2 separate regions of the Rattus norvegicus genome follow, and region 2 is linked to region 1. A link is a contact called in public Hi-C data. All regions are on one chromosome and are shown on one strand. The core of a region is the stretch at or near the end of the contact, and the rest is flanking DNA. Distances in the headings are between cores, read along the strand shown. Region 1 holds the start of Fyb2 (FYN binding protein 2). Region 2 holds the start of Prkaa2 (protein kinase AMP-activated catalytic subunit alpha 2).

The links. Hi-C and Micro-C count contacts between places; a contact is called where the count stands out from the background.
Region 2: a Hi-C map of liver shows a contact between it and region 1, with 4 times the contacts expected there. The contact joins the promoter of Prkaa2 here to the promoter of Fyb2 in region 1. A contact is called at or near these places in 6 of 12 Hi-C or Micro-C datasets (the A7r5 cell line, hepatocytes, kidney and 2 more).

What each region holds. Positions count from the first base shown.
Region 1 is chr5:124,904,234-124,907,380 of GRCr8, reverse strand. Fyb2 (FYN binding protein 2) reads right to left here and starts at 1,376. Exons shown (of 20, transcript XM_063261317.1): 1 at 1,015-1,376. The coding sequence starts at 1,023.
Region 2 is chr5:125,106,514-125,109,962 of GRCr8, reverse strand. Prkaa2 (protein kinase AMP-activated catalytic subunit alpha 2) reads left to right here and starts at 1,639. Exons shown (of 9, transcript NM_023991.1): 1 at 1,639-1,739. The coding sequence starts at 1,646.

The DNA of each region.
Region 1 (3,147 bases), core at 127-2,626:
GGTTGTAAAGTAAGACCTTTTCTAAATAAAAACAATTTCCCCCACCCCAGTAAAAGAATGAGTTTCTAAACATGGTAGCGCCACAAGTGGGCTGGAACTGGCATCCTTGGCTCCCCTTCTCCAAAGCTCAACTGAGTGATGTGAACTGCCAGAGATACAAGTGTTGGCAGAAATACAAGAGTCCCTTTAAAACTCCGGAGCTGTCCTTGCCCAGCCACAGATGAATGGTCCACCATTCTAACTGTAAACCAAACATCTGGGTGGGAAGTGATGCAATTTCAGGAGTAAATAACTTTCTTCCAAATATTTAATAGAGACACAGCACAACATCTTTATATGCTTCTGCAGAATGAAAGCCACTAACAGAACAGCAGGGCAAGGATTTGAGACGATGGGGTTAGCCAGGCAAAATCTCTAAATATGCCAATAGCATTCAGCCATTCAAAGTCGTTCAAAACCTCGTGTTGCTTTTGTCAAAACCAAAAACCTCCAGGGTCCCCCTGTGTGACTCTGACTGGTTTTAGCCTTTCAACACTCCAGCCTCTGCCTCTGGAGCCTTCACACGCCTCGGCTCAACTTTTTTCATGCACCTTCAGTCTCAGAGAAGGGAGATTCCCTAAGGCTCAAGGGCACTAGCACTTTCGTCCCAGACCACAGAGTTCATAGGGAAGAGCGATGTAAAAATGCCACAGGGCATACCACTTACCACCTTTTCCCACAGTCATGCTCTGTCCTTGAACTTGGATACCCATCTGCCACCGCAGAGGACAGAGAAAGAAAGTCAACAATGAAGTGACAGGCACTTGAACTGTGGCTTGGGTTATAGACAGAGTGCCTCCGGTTCTGTAGAGACACAGGACACGGGACTCCTGAGCAAGGCCAGCATGCCAGTTTCATCAGGATACCTGTTTGTTCGGCCCAGGGCACACGGGGCAGCTCTTTCCCTAGGACTTTCTCCTTTGGAAGGAACTAAAGTTCGCAAGGTGACAGTCCACACGCAAGCGGGTGCCTTACCTCTTCCATTGTGGTCCTCCGAGGCTCCGACTGGGAGACAATGCCAGCTTCCCAGAGCTGGATCTTGGGGCCAACAACGCTCCCTCCTCCGCCCGCCAGCGTGCAGTCACTTCCCCTGTCCGGGACAGGCTGGAACCGGGACTCTCCACCTGCTCCACCTGGGCAGTGGCTCCTCCCTCCCTCAGGGCTGGGAGTGGGCGGGCCTCCATCCTCCCAGTTGGACCTGCTGCATAGGGGTAGGGGGAGGTGTGTGGGCAGAAGGCTTTGCCCGCTGCTCCCAAGGTTTCCTTGTCATCACTCCCTCTGCAAGGGTTTCACTTTGTGTCTGCGTCGGGTCCTCTCCCATCACATCCCATCCGGGGGAGTTTCTGGGAGCTGAGTACATCTTATCACTAAAGTTAGATTGAAAAGCTCAGGACACTGTGATCTCCTTTAGTGATACCCTCGCCCAACTCCGCCCCTGCTGGTGGCTACTTAATTTCACAAAAGCTGCTCAGGGCCCCAAGAAAAGAAAACTCTGAAGTGTGGCTAATCGGGCAGGTGCGTTTGATGGGGGTGTGAGAGGACGATGAAATAAATTATACTTGTTATACCTGTTTTAAAGACAGGTATGGTCCCCAGTGTTTGAATGCATGGATCCCTTTAACTCTTACAAGTAGCCCTGGCATATCCAACTGTCCTCCTTTTAGCAGGGCAGGAACTGGAGCTTAGAGGAGATGCCTTTATCTAGCTTGGAGTGACTCTGGTAGGATGCTGAAGGAAAGAGGCTCTGATTGACTAATGATGACTTTCGGTTCTGATTTCTTTGCCATTTCCTTCCAGAGCCGGTCCTGGCTGGAAACCCAAACTTCAGTTCCTAGATTTGGGGAGGGGCGGATCTCCCAACTGTCATGGGGATTGGAGGTGGGCAAGGTGAATGACCTGTGCTTTGATTTATATATAGTCTGCTGAGTTTTATTAGGTTTTTTTTTTTTTTTTTTTTTTTTTTTTGTGGGGGAAAAATCTGTTTGTGTTTGTTTGTTTGGTGCAGAGTTTCCCACTTAGGCTACCTTCAGACTTGCATATTTAACTTGGAATGGCCTCCGAGCAAATCATTATTGTTGTTTTCTCTCTATATTGCTCCGGCTACCTTGGACTCACTGTGTAGACCAGGTTGGCCTCAAACTTATAGAGATCCACTTCCCTATGCCTCCCTAGTGCCATGATTTAAGGCATTGATCACCATGCCTTGGCTTTCAAAGTCTTAAAAACACGATTCCCCTGTCTTGACAGGAGGAGAGTAGGAAGGAAGTACCCGCTTGTTTATCCCCTAAGAGGTAACCGACTGCAGGACTTTCGTTTTGCTCAGCGCTGCTCACTGCCATGTTTGCTGTCTTTCCTCAAGGCCAAGGGTCATTTGCTCAGCGCTCTGGTCCTCTATATCCAGGTATACTTCACAGCTCTGAGCCTCAGGGGCCTTTGGGCCGCCAACATCCCCATGGTCCCAACGCAAGGGCTCCCCCTGGTGGCGTCAGGACAGCCTACATGGCAGAGTGTTAAGCAGGGCTTCAGGGTTACCCAACAACCCACCTAGATCCAGAGGCTCCTAGAGGTTATCTGGTTTGGCCCTGAACTAGTTAGAGTGGTGAGTTCTAGTGTATACTAGGAACCTACATAAAACTTGGGTGAGGGAATTATCTTTCCAGTAGATAAAAGGCTTGGCCTCCTCCTCCATCCGTTGGGCTCCTTTGGACTTTCCTGGCTTTTCTGTACTTCCTACTGTCTACTGTAGCTAATGTTTAGAAGCTAGGATCTGCATATGAACAAGGAGATGGTATTTTTTCTTTCTAAGCCTGGATTATATGAATTTTATAACTTGGTTTTGCTTTACAACTGAATGCAATTCCACCATGTATGTGCTCCCCATTTCATTACCAGTTCGTGTATTGATGGACATCTAGGCTGATTTTTGTTTTAAGAGAGAGAAAGAATATGATGTTGGGTGAGTAGGAATGGCAAGATCTGGGAGGAGTGGGGGAGGGGAAAGACTATAACAAAATATATTGTATAATTTTCAAATTAATTAGCCCTTCTGTGTGCATTTTGCCTCCATGTATTTATGTGCAGTACATGTCTGAAGTGCCTGCAGAGCCA
Region 2 (3,449 bases), core at 390-2,889, 200 kb before region 1:
TTCATCCTCAGTAATCCATTTCTTTAATTTGCACTTTTACATCATTTTTGTTTCCCACAATTCTTTGATCCCTTCTGTGTTTTGCATTTACCTGAACATGTGAATTATTTCCTATATTAGTATTTCTCCTTTGTCCAGTCACACACACACACACACACACACACACACACACACACACACACACACACACACACACACACACAAGTGCTGAAATATACTTAGGGCTCTGTTTGTGATTTATTGAGAAATTTTGTTTAAATTAGTTAGAATCGAGAGTCCTGGAGAGGGTGTCTTTTATCCCTATAACACGATTGTCTATATAACTGAATGAAGAAAAGAAATAGAAGGAGGGACATAATTGCTCCTGGCTACAGTGGATATGCTGGTTTGTCATTTGTCAAATTGACACAAGCTAGGGTTATTTGAAAGGAGGGAACCTCAATTGAGAAAATGCCTCCATAAGATGTAAGCTGTAAGACATTTTCTTAATTAGTGATCAATGGCCCATTGTAGGTAGTGCCATCTTTGGGCTGGTGGTCCTGGGTTCTGTAGAAAACCAGGCTGTACCAGCCCTGATGAGCCAGCCAGTAAGCAGCACCCTCCCGGTGCTAACCCCCCATGGCCTCTGCATCGGGACTGCCTCCAGGTTCCATGTACTGTTTGAGTTCCCATCCTGACTTCCTTCAGAGATGAACAGTGCTGTGGAAGTGTAACAATAATACCTGTCCTCCCCAACTTGTTTTTTGGCTATGGTGTTTTATCACAATGAAAAAAAACCTTAACTAACACAACGAAGAAGGCTTATTGTAGATAAACGAACGTACAGGCAGAAGCAGGGACGTTTAGGAGAGTCCAGGGTGAACATGGGCAGACTGAGCAGGGCTATGTGAGGAGAGAGGGGGAGTGGGAGCAAGAGAGGAGCCAGGCCTAGAGGGGTGGGTGGTCTGGGCTGAGAGATTAGCACAGCCAAAATGGCTGAATAATCTAGGGACCAGGGGACCTGAGGGAAGGGGCTGGAGTCCCTGGGCTGGAGAGTTCGGGGTAGGAGTCGAGGTATGGCAGGCAGGAGGACCCTATCCCAGTTAGGGACTGAGGGATGCTGAGAGAACCTGGCAGCCAGCGTCATCTTTGATATGTTAATGATAGGCGTCTCCTTGGGCAGTTTGTCCAGGGTTTCGACCTAACAATAACGTGACAAGGAACTACAAAATAAGCGTGAGTTCTAAAACAATGGGGTCGCTATCTGAGGAGGGTACGGACTAGAGCGTTCCCAGTCAAATAAACCTTGCCTGGGGGGAGCGTGCCAGGGGCTAGGGAAGGGCCGCCCTCCCCGCCTGGTCCTGCTGTCCTGAGGCACGTCTCATGGTCTGCACCCCCTCACCCCCACTTCTCTTCAGATTCTCCTTTCACCTCGGTCGCTCTCAGACTCATCCCTTCCATCTTCACCGCCGTGGGCTTTCCTCAGGACGCTTCGGGCTCTGCGCCTCCAGCTCGCGTCCACACACGCCGAGCCGCGCTCACCCTACCGCGCCCCAGGCGTCCCCGTCCCGCCCCCCGGGCCCGCTGCACTGTGGGTAGGCGGTGGCGGCGGCGGCAGCGGCGGCGGCGCTTAGAGCCCGCGGCCCGGGGAGGCCGCGCGCCGAACATGGCTGAGAAGCAGAAGCACGACGGGCGTGTGAAGATCGGACACTACGTGCTGGGGGACACCCTGGGCGTCGGCACCTTCGGCAAAGTGAAGAGTGAGTGCAGCGGCGCGGGCGCGGGGCCGGGTGGCAGGTGGAGCGCTCGCAGGCGAGCCCGGGGCACAGGCACCTGGCGCGGCAGCCGGGGCGTGGGTCAGGGGGACCCACGGTCTGAGCTGTGCCTTGGCGGGGGTGTCTGCGAGCACCCTGTCTTTTCTCTACCCGTCAGCTCACTTGTCTGCAGAATTGGGCGACTGGCCCAGTCCAAAGGGCCCCGAAGCGTGGGGAGGATGGGGTAGTCACGGCGCCGCGGATTGGGAGTGGGTCTCCCACTGGTGCCAAGCGCTCTGCCTGGAGCAGCATCTGTGGTCTCACTTAATCCTTTACGTGGCGTAGCCAGGGTGCGGTCCTCACCTTAAAGGTGAGAGAACGCGAGCTCCGAGGCTTCAGCGGCACGCCCAAGGTCACAGAGAATTGGCAGATTCAGGGTGAGGTCTAAAATGTCCTCCAATTTTGGCCTTGCCGATAAGGCCCCTGGCTTCCCCAGATTCTTCCCTGTCCCAGGCCTTTGATGGTGGAGTTGACTAGGGGCATGCCTAGAGCTGAGAGGTGGCGAGTCCCCTCTGCTGGGTGTGTGAAAACGCTGGAATGCAGCTGGTTGGGCAGAGGCTTTAGGGGAACCCCAGCTCTGCAGGTTGATTGGTGTGTGTAAATTGGTTCTAGGAAGACTTCTGGGGTCAGGGTCTGGGAAAAATGTTCCTTGGTAATGGAATTTGGGTCCCCAAGATGTCAGACTTGCTTAGGCAAGGCGTTTGTTTGATGGCAAATTGTGGGTTTTGGGGGGAAAAAAAAACAGGTTGCTTTTGAAATTTCAACTCCACTTACTAGTTAAGTATTAAACTTTGCTTTGTTTTCTTATTAGTTAATAAGAGTCACATGGGTTTGGTTTGATTACCAGCTCTTGTTAAGAAGATACTTGGTAGCGAGTTGAGAATTAAAAGTGAAACGTTAGCTTTTTTTGTTGAATAAATAGTGGGTAAGCAGTCTGGGAATTTTATGCTAAGGCATATTTTTCACATTTTAACCTCCAGTGAAGACTTGAATAGAAGGCAGGGACTCATCATTCCTGCGAGGATTAACTCCTCTCGGTCTATCTAATACCCATTTGTACAATGAGAAACACTGCTTATTGAATGCTCTTACCACATGCGAGTTACTGTTCCAGGCAACAGAGTTCTAGGAAAGCAAAACCTGAGCTTTCTTGGGACTTTTCCGAGAGGGAAATGCAATCAGAATACACGTGAAAAATGTATGCTCCCTCCTACTGAGAAAGGCAACTAGGGGAAGAAAGGATGGGGACTTTAGTTAGGCAGATTATATTAAGGTGGTCACACATGGTCTCACCAAGTGGGTATTTTTGTAAAGACCTAAAATGTTCGTAAAGTTATTTGAAGTCTTATGAAATCGGGATCTTGTAAGAACTGTGGATAGTCGTGAGATGGTCCAGAGATTTGATGGGTGATGTTGACACCATCTTTGCTGAGAACTGCTTTGCTGGATTGGCAGTACAAAGTTATGCAAACGGCTGCTTTGCCATTTAGGGTAAGTTATATAACTTAGCCGTTTATGCTTTCATGTTCTGCTAAATGCTTTTGTTTGCTTTTGAAAAAAAATTTATTGTACTCTCGGTGTAGAGTGCAATACCAACTCTGATTCCTCAAACCATTGTCACGGGATAATTTAAAACTATTTGGTTATATTCTTTGC